Regions from separate parts of the Mus musculus genome. Here region 2 is linked to region 1. The links are chromatin contacts, called in public promoter capture Hi-C maps. All regions are on one chromosome and are shown on one strand. The core of a region is the stretch at or near the end of the contact, and the rest is flanking DNA. Distances in the headings are between cores, read along the strand shown.

Region 1 (4,081 bases), core at 1,256-3,755:
GGGCTACACAGAGAAACCCTGACTTGAAAAAAACAAACAAACAAAAAACAAAAAAACAAAAAAGGAAATACCAATTAAACTTTTTCAAGATTTGATCTCAGCCCAGTCAAGATTGGTATTATTAAAAAAAAATAAGCAACAGTAAATGCTGGTATGGTATATTCAGGTATTGAAGATCAGTATGTGAAGCAAACAAAATAAGCCAGGCTCAGACTCAGAAAGACAAGTGTTTCAAAATTTTTCTCACATGCAGAATCTAGATGTAAATTTGTATATGTGTGTATATATGTTTAGGGCAAAGAATAGAGAAAGAGGAGTGTGGGCAAGGGAGGAAGGGGGCTAACGAAAGGGACAAGGAGAGCAAGGAAAGCTAATGGAGTGTGACATGCACACAACAGGAAGGGTTATTTGAAAGAGGGTGGATAGGAGTGGAAAGCAGAGAAGGGCAAATAAAAAACAACTATAGCAGTAATATATGTACACGTGCCCTCGTGGAACATACTATTTCATGAGTTAACAACCACCAAAAACTTGAAAGCTAAGGGCCTAAAGCTTCTACTGGCTTATCTGGTAGTGATGAGCTAAACTGGTTGATTTGCATACCTTACCCCATGACCTACTTAGGAAGCCCTCCTAGAAAAAGAGAATGAGCAATGCAACCTTTCGCACATACCTCCTGAGCCAGGTATTTGAGGGGAAGGTTAGAACATTTTGTCTTCCTCTCTGAGATAAGATTCACAAACCTGGGTTGGGAGAGACATAAGTGGCATAGTCCAAAAAACTGTTTTACTCAAAATTCCTTATGAAGTACCTTTCTACTGACTTCCCCATTCTTATGCTTGGTGTCAGCCAGAGCAGGGATAGTCCCTACCCACCCCAACATTTACTAAGGGAAACAACACAGACAAATAAGACACTTCTGGTCTTGGCAAATTTGGTCTAGAATAATCATGACATATGTAGAACACAATATGCTGTAGATGTCAGAATAAATGACTACATGAAATAATATGGGGAACACAGATAAGTGACAGAAACAGAGGACAAAGGGAGAGACATCCAAACAGATTGAACAAGGCTTTGTCACATGAGAAAACTCAGTAGTAGCCCTCCCCCCAACATGTATGAAATATTCTGAATTTCATACCTCCTACACATTCTAGAAGGGAAGGAAGAACAGAAGAGAAAAAACTTTCTGGAAAAGGGAAAGAGGGTTGTGTGGACAAGACATACCTGTGAACAAGACATAGTCATGGCCACGTTAAAAAAACAAAAACAAAAACAAAACTCAGAGGTTGATTCACCCACAAAGGCCCATCCGTGGCTTTTTGTTTCAGGTAGTACCCGAATCCATGTTTACCAGTTCCCAAAGCCAACACCCCAGTCTTACCCTGTGCAGGTCTTACCTGACCAATGCCATGCCATAGAGCAGTCTAAGTTCATCAGTGCCCAAGGTACCGGCTGCATCGATGAGCTTGCATCTTACCAGGTCAGCAGTAGAAGCCACTGCCAGGGGCAGTTCGTTGCCTAACCTAAAGGGCCACAGCACCATCATAAAAATCAGTACATTGTTCTATCCTCTACCAGAGAAGCTTGGTCGTTGTACTATACACCCCCCACCCCCCCCCTACATACTGAAAAGTGCACGGAGATACAAAACCCTGTGGAAAAGACGGGGTCAAGTCCCCGGGATCCAACAATAATAAAGGAATTGAGAAGCTGGCTGGGGTGAACAGGACATCAACAGTTGTGTGGACACAGTCCGTTTTCTCCCCGCTCAAATTATTTAGGTATGGGAACCCCAAATCTCTATATCCCGCCCCCATCAAACGAACTGAGCCTTCTCAATCCTGAATCTAACCTAAACGGTGACAGTCCAATCCCTAACTGGAACCAGAAAGCCACCCTAACATATCAACCTACTCTTTTAGTCCCGGGCTCAGGTTCCCTCTATTTTGGACATAAAACTTAAACCTCACAGACACAAAAATATTATTGGAACGTACGCCCTGTTTTCCTTCGACGAGTACAGGAGCATGGCTGCAACTTTTCCCCAGGCACTTAGGAGAGAGGCACCATAAGGCAATTTCAGGGAAGGCTATAGAAGATGTGGCCGTAGGGGAATTCGACCAAGGAAGGAGTGAGGCACCACCAGCGCCCAGGCAGGAGGGTTGACCCGGCCGCCTTACCTGCTCCTCCATACTGTAATTCGGTTCAGCGCATACTGCTGCAACTTGTGATCATCGCAGAACAGATAAACCGTCACTTGCTCCCACTCAGCCCTGCTGAGCCAAGAGACGACGATACCCCTGGCACTCGGCGACTCAGGCTGGTTCTCTTTGAAGGACTGCCCGTCCCACGCACGCCACACGCGATCCATGCCCTGGGAGCCAAGAGCAGGTCTCCGCCCGGATTCCCAACCTCAACTGAAGTGCGCAGCATGCTGCGCTACACACTGCCCTTGCTCCAAACGGCACACCATTAGCCAATTGGAGAATATGACCCCGACGTCAGCCCGCCTCTCAACGTGACTGTAGCCAATAGGAACGTGGGACACAGGTCTGACGTGCGGAATTCTGGCACCGCTCGCTGCCGGAAGCGTTCATTCACAAAGCCGCCTACCCAGAAACACAGTCCTTTCAGCTTCTAGGTTCCCATAATTTCCTGTCTTGTTGAGCGTCGTCTGTCCCAGCGTGTATGGACTTTAAGGAGAAAAACAAAAACAAAACAAAACAAAGCTTTGCGCCCCTTGGCGGTCTACGGAAGAATTGCTCTCGATTACAGTACTTAGGGTGCTTTCAAGGTTCTTTTTTTTTTTTTTTTTTTTTTGGTTTTTGGCTTTAAGATTTGGTAGAACAAAATCGGCTTTCTTGACAAGTACTGAGTAAATTAATAGCAGCATGTTAGGAGGAAGGAAAGAGAACAGTGTGAGAAGGGTCAGAACCAGTAAAAGATGATAATAGGGGCAGGAAGTTAATATGAGCAAAGTACATGCGTGAAAATGTCATAACGGAACCCACTATCTTATATGTTAAATAGCGGTAAGAGCACTGACTGCTCTTCCGAAGGTCCTGAGTCCAAATCCCAGCAACCACATGGTGGCTCACAACCATCTGTAATGGGATCTGATGTCCTCTTCTGGGGCGTCTGAAGACAGCTACAGTGTACTTATTTATAATAATAGTAAATAAATCTTTGGGCCGAACTGAGCAGGGACTGAGAGAGCAGGGCTGACCTGGGGGAGCAGGGACTGAGCTCGCGGAGTTGATTGGAGCAAGCGAGGTCTAGAGGAGCAAGCAGGTTGACTGGAGCGAGCACAGGTCCTAAATTCAATTCCGAACAATCAGATGAAGGCTCACAACTATATGTACAGCTACAGTGTGTACTCATATACATAAAATAAATAAATAAATAAATAAATAAATAAATAAATAAATCTTTTTTAAAATAAAAGCATTACTAAGAAATATGTAAGCTGATAGATGCCCGTTGCACAGTGATTTAAGGCCTGAATGACTGGAATTAGAATTATCTTGAGAGTATAGAATCAGGGTTCTAGTCTTACCTTTCCTTTGCCACTATCAATGTGACCTTGGACAAGTCTCTGCCCCTTTCCTGAGGTTATTAGTCTAGACTCCAGTTATCTACCACATCCCTGTGCAAATGCTTTCAGTTAATACTCTTTCCCTTGCTTTCATATGACTCCCCATAACACTCATGAATGACTTTCATGTTTATCTCCCACTACAAAGCCATCTATTGTGTTGTTCTTTAAGTATTCTCCCTATGACGATAGCCTAAATAAAATAATTCTTCTAGTTGACCTGTGCATTTTGTCATTTTACTGAAGTTGGTTTTGTCTTTATTAATTTACCAGTGAGGACACTGAAGCTCAGCCCTGTGGCCTCGTATGGGACTGCTAAGAAAGGAGGTAAATGAGCCAGAGGTGGTTCCATTGTTCAAATGGCAGAAGACTGGAGTGCAGATCACCTGTTAACTCCAGTGCCACAGACACCAAACACCAATGGCTTCATCTGGCACCTGGATTCATATAACATACCCCAACACAAATACATATAAT
Region 2 (4,068 bases), core at 752-3,251, 2.9 Mb after region 1:
AATGGTGGGAGGGGGACATGTCTCAGGGAAGAGGACACACCAATACCTTGTGTGAGAATGTGGCTGCTCAGATGTGGTGACCTAGAACGGCTCTCTTATCAGCTCCTACTTTACTGTCCCTCAATTTCTCATAGGGCCCTATGGCAGGATGATATTTACACTCGTGTTCCTTTGCTTGTCACTTCCTAAAAGGTACTCCGGAATTTTCAAAGAAAGATGCACACATAACTCCAGCCAAGTTACCGATACTACCCATTTAAGTTTATCACATAAATACTACCATAAATATATGTGTAAGTACTTAAATAGTTTATTAAGAATTTTTAACTCTGATGATAAAGATCAACACTTGCTTAGCATGTATACAGCTCTGAATTCGGTCCCCAGCACTGCAGACATGCATGGTGTGGGGGAAGGTTTTATTTTCAATTACATTGTCTTATACATATATTCAGTGACTGAAGTTGGCACTACAGTCTCCATGAAGTTGAGAAAATTGAGACTTTAAGAAAGTGGTAGAGAATAGGTAAGCATTCCCGTGGATAAAGTGCTTACCATGCAAACACGAAAACCTGACTTTGCATCCCCAGTATCCATGCAAAGCCTCGGCATAGTGGCACACATCTGTAACCACAGTGCTGGGGGCGGGGAGGGGAAGTGAGCCTAGCCAAATATATGAGGTTGCATCCTCACCCTCAGACAGGTCCAGGCCTACCTGGCATTTCTTAGACTCTGTCTCAAGACAGCAAAACAAAGGTTAACTCCAAACAGAAGCTTTCCCGGTTCAAGGAAAAACACTGTCTCAAAAAAAAAAAGATAGGGAACAACTGAGGGAGACTCCCGCCATCCACACACCCACAAGCACCTCTCTGAACCTCTTCTACAAGTCAGTTTTATATTCTCTCTGACCTGCTTACAAAGGAGAACCTGTGATTACTCTCTCAAGCTAAGCTTGTCCAGCTCACTTCATTTTGGTAAAGTTATCAGAAATCACATAAGTTGCCACACACTTCAAGGGAAAAAAAAATCCTCATCAAATCATCCCAAAATAATGCCACTGAAATAAAAATCATACAATCAAACACAAAGAATATATAGGAACCGAAGAAACTAAAAGGTTATTCACACCATTCCTTTTCTTCAGGCTTCAGTGAAATATTATCTAGCCAGTTGCAAACAGCCTGCCCGGGCAGTGTGCCCTGTGGTGACTTCTGTGGTTCCTGTCCCATCTCCTTCATTGCTTAGTATATTACATCATTGTTGACTATAAAGGGAGCTGCTCTCTGGCCCCTTTAATGAACAAGAAATTCACAAACTTATCAAAGAGAGAAATGAGCCCCTGTTACCTTATGACAAAGAGAGAGTGTAACATCAACACCTTGCCTTTTTCTAAGACCAGAGCTGCAGATTGCTTCTATATCACCTCAACTGAAAAGTTCATCTCAGAGCTCAAAGTTCCAAAGCAATAGATACACACAAAAGGACCTTCATAAATGATCCAAAATACCCAAAGATAGAACATAATAGGCAAGAGGACTGGAAATTTGAGATGAGCCTAGACAACATAACTAAACTATGTCCAAACTGGAGGAGAGGGGAGGGGAGGGGAGGGGAGGGGAGGGGAGGGGAGGGGAGGGGAGGGGAGGGGAAGAGAAGGGAAGAGAAGGGAAGAGAAGGGAAGAGAAGGGAAGAGAAGGGAAGAGAAGGGAAGAGAAGGGAAGGGAAGGGAAGAGAAGGGAAGGGAAGGGAAGGGAAGGGAAGGGAAGGGAAGAGAAGAGAACTTTATACTAGAGAACCATTGAACTATTGTGATTTTGAGTGGGCATTTGAGAAAGCAAAACTCCTAGATCAGAACTGAGAACTGACACTGTGTTATACCCCAGGGTGGGAACTAAGAAAACAACCCTTTGCCCATTCAAGTGGCAAGTTACCTCAGAGTGCCATCTGGATACCAAGCATTCATAAAGTATGAGGAAGTAGGCTATTTCCAGAAGCACTTCCTTGCACACCTCACTACACAAGCCCAGCCAACACCAGACACAGTCAAGGAATGAGATGCCTTGCCAGAGCCAACCACAGCCAATCAACATTGCTCTGTTTATTTCAGTCTTGTGAGTGCTACTGTTTCCCGGATTCAATGAACTAATTCTGCCATCTGCCACACCAACCATTGAATATCTCAAATCAAAGGGGTGGGCTTATGCATTATGATTATGTTCTTGAAAAAGTAGATATTATTATAAAAATGAGTGTTGGGTAAGATGCTGACCCCTGCTTTAGTACAAAGAGAGACAAAAGACCTCCAGAAAAGAAAATGGCTACTCTTTACCCCATCTTCCTTTAGTTCTAGAACTTTCAATAAAGAGCAAACGAGGAATGATGCAAGACTACAGAGTTTCCCTCCACCAATTATCTTCAAAGAAAAACTTTACAGAGCATTTCAAAGCTAATGACAGCAGTGGTACATTTCTCTTTTTTTTGCCAGGAGGATGGGAGAATTTTTCATTAACATTTTTTCTAGATTTTTGTCTTGTTTGGGGACAGAGTCTTGCTACATAGTGTTGGCTGGACTGGAACTCACTATGTAGCCCAGACTGGCCTCCAACTTGCAGCGATCCTCTAGCCTCTCTGGTGCTAGAACTGTAGCCATGAACCACCACGCCTGGCTTTAAACACCAGGATATTAAGAAAATTGCATGCAATGGATTCAGGCATAAAAGACAAAGCACTATCATTTGTGAGAAAATTAATGGAACTGGAGGACAGACAGTATACTGCATGAAATAAGTCATGAACAGGAAAATGAACACAGCAGGTTCTTGTTTATCTGTGAAAGTTTACCTCAAAAGTTTACCTCAAACTGAAGGAGGCAGAATACTAAGTACTAGAGACTGAAAGGGGATAAGGGGAAGGAAAATGGAGGGAAATCAAATGATGGGCACCAAAATATAGACAAGAGCAATAAGTGTTGTTCTACAGCACATTAGGGTGACTAAAGTTCACAATGTAATTATATATGTTATAAAGAACTCGAGAAAGAACTTAGTGTCTACAAATATCAAACATTGTAAGACAATGAAACTTACTGTTATTTGATCAGTGTGTATTGTATCTATGGAGTGAACTATCACACTGTAGCCCATAATAGAGTTACTACATGTTAATTAAAAAGGGGAAAAAATGAACATTATGTTATTAACTCTTGCTTGGCTCATAAACGCAGATGCATGTCATGAGAAACCTGTGTAACGCAACTGATCAGAAATTTCCAGAATAGCCAGAGGCTACTGGAGGTCCACACATTACCAAGAAGAGTTAACTCCTTAAAGGACACACACACACACACACACACACACACACACACACACACTTCAAAATTCTCCCTGGAAAGAAGACCAACCAAGCAAGTGCTGCCTTGCCCAGTGGGCAACTGAATGCTTTAATCAGCCAGATCTTGCCGGACTTGTTAGACCTGACCCAAAAGCAACAATTGCCTCAGTAATGGTGCCAGGCATAGGCTAGCTAGCACAAAGCTGCCTACTGCAGTGGAAATCCCTATAATGGGGCACTGCTACAAAACCATGCCAATTATCCCCCTACTGCCAAGGAAGCAGGAACTGATTGAAGGCACATGGGTAAGAGGGAGGCAAAGGAATAGTTCTAAATCCCTCTCTCCTTGCAGCTACTTGTGACCTCTTTGAATGGATGCTGCCTGTCATGTGACAGTGATGGATCTGAAAGACTTGATTGAAATCACTGTTTGAAGTGGAGCAGATAAATTGTCGGTTGGCTAAGAGAGCAAATGAAAAACCAAGACATGGTAAGGCAAGGTACCTGAAAGGGGCTCCTAGGGTCTTGCAGCAAGGGGAAGCTTAGGACCCTGATAGGGGTGCTGGAAGTGTGCAAGCTCCATAAGGAGACGGTATGAGGAGACTGGGCTCAAGGAGCAGAAAACTGAGAGTGAAGGAAGGTCAGAGAGACCTGAGGGAATCAAGCAACTGCAATAACAAGGTATACAGGACAGAGACAAAGATGTCACAGATTCAAACAAGGCATGACAGCTGACTC

Evidence for each region. Promoter capture Hi-C pulls out the DNA fragments that hold promoters and counts their contacts.
Region 2: a promoter capture Hi-C map of liver shows a contact between it and region 1, with 2.9 times the contacts expected there. The contact joins the enhancer-like site here to the promoter of Las1l in region 1. A contact is called at or near these places in 5 of 39 promoter capture datasets (the 3T3-L1 cell line, the C10 cell line, hippocampal neurons and 2 more).

Annotation. Positions count from the first base shown.
Region 1 is chrX:95,954,469-95,958,549 of GRCm38.p6, forward strand. It overlaps Las1l (LAS1-like (S. cerevisiae)), which reads right to left and starts at 2,506. Exons shown (of 13, transcript NM_152822.3): 1 at 2,190-2,506; 2 at 1,407-1,532; 3 at 674-743. The coding sequence starts at 2,380.
Region 2 is chrX:98,868,725-98,872,792 of GRCm38.p6, forward strand. All of the region lies in intron 2 of Ophn1 (oligophrenin 1), which reads right to left. Among named protein-coding and RNA genes, the nearest start is that of Ophn1, 20 kb to the right of the region's middle. Within about 2 kb of position 2,002, at least 17 of the 459 cell types and tissues checked have an H3K27ac peak or open chromatin away from gene starts, as enhancers often do.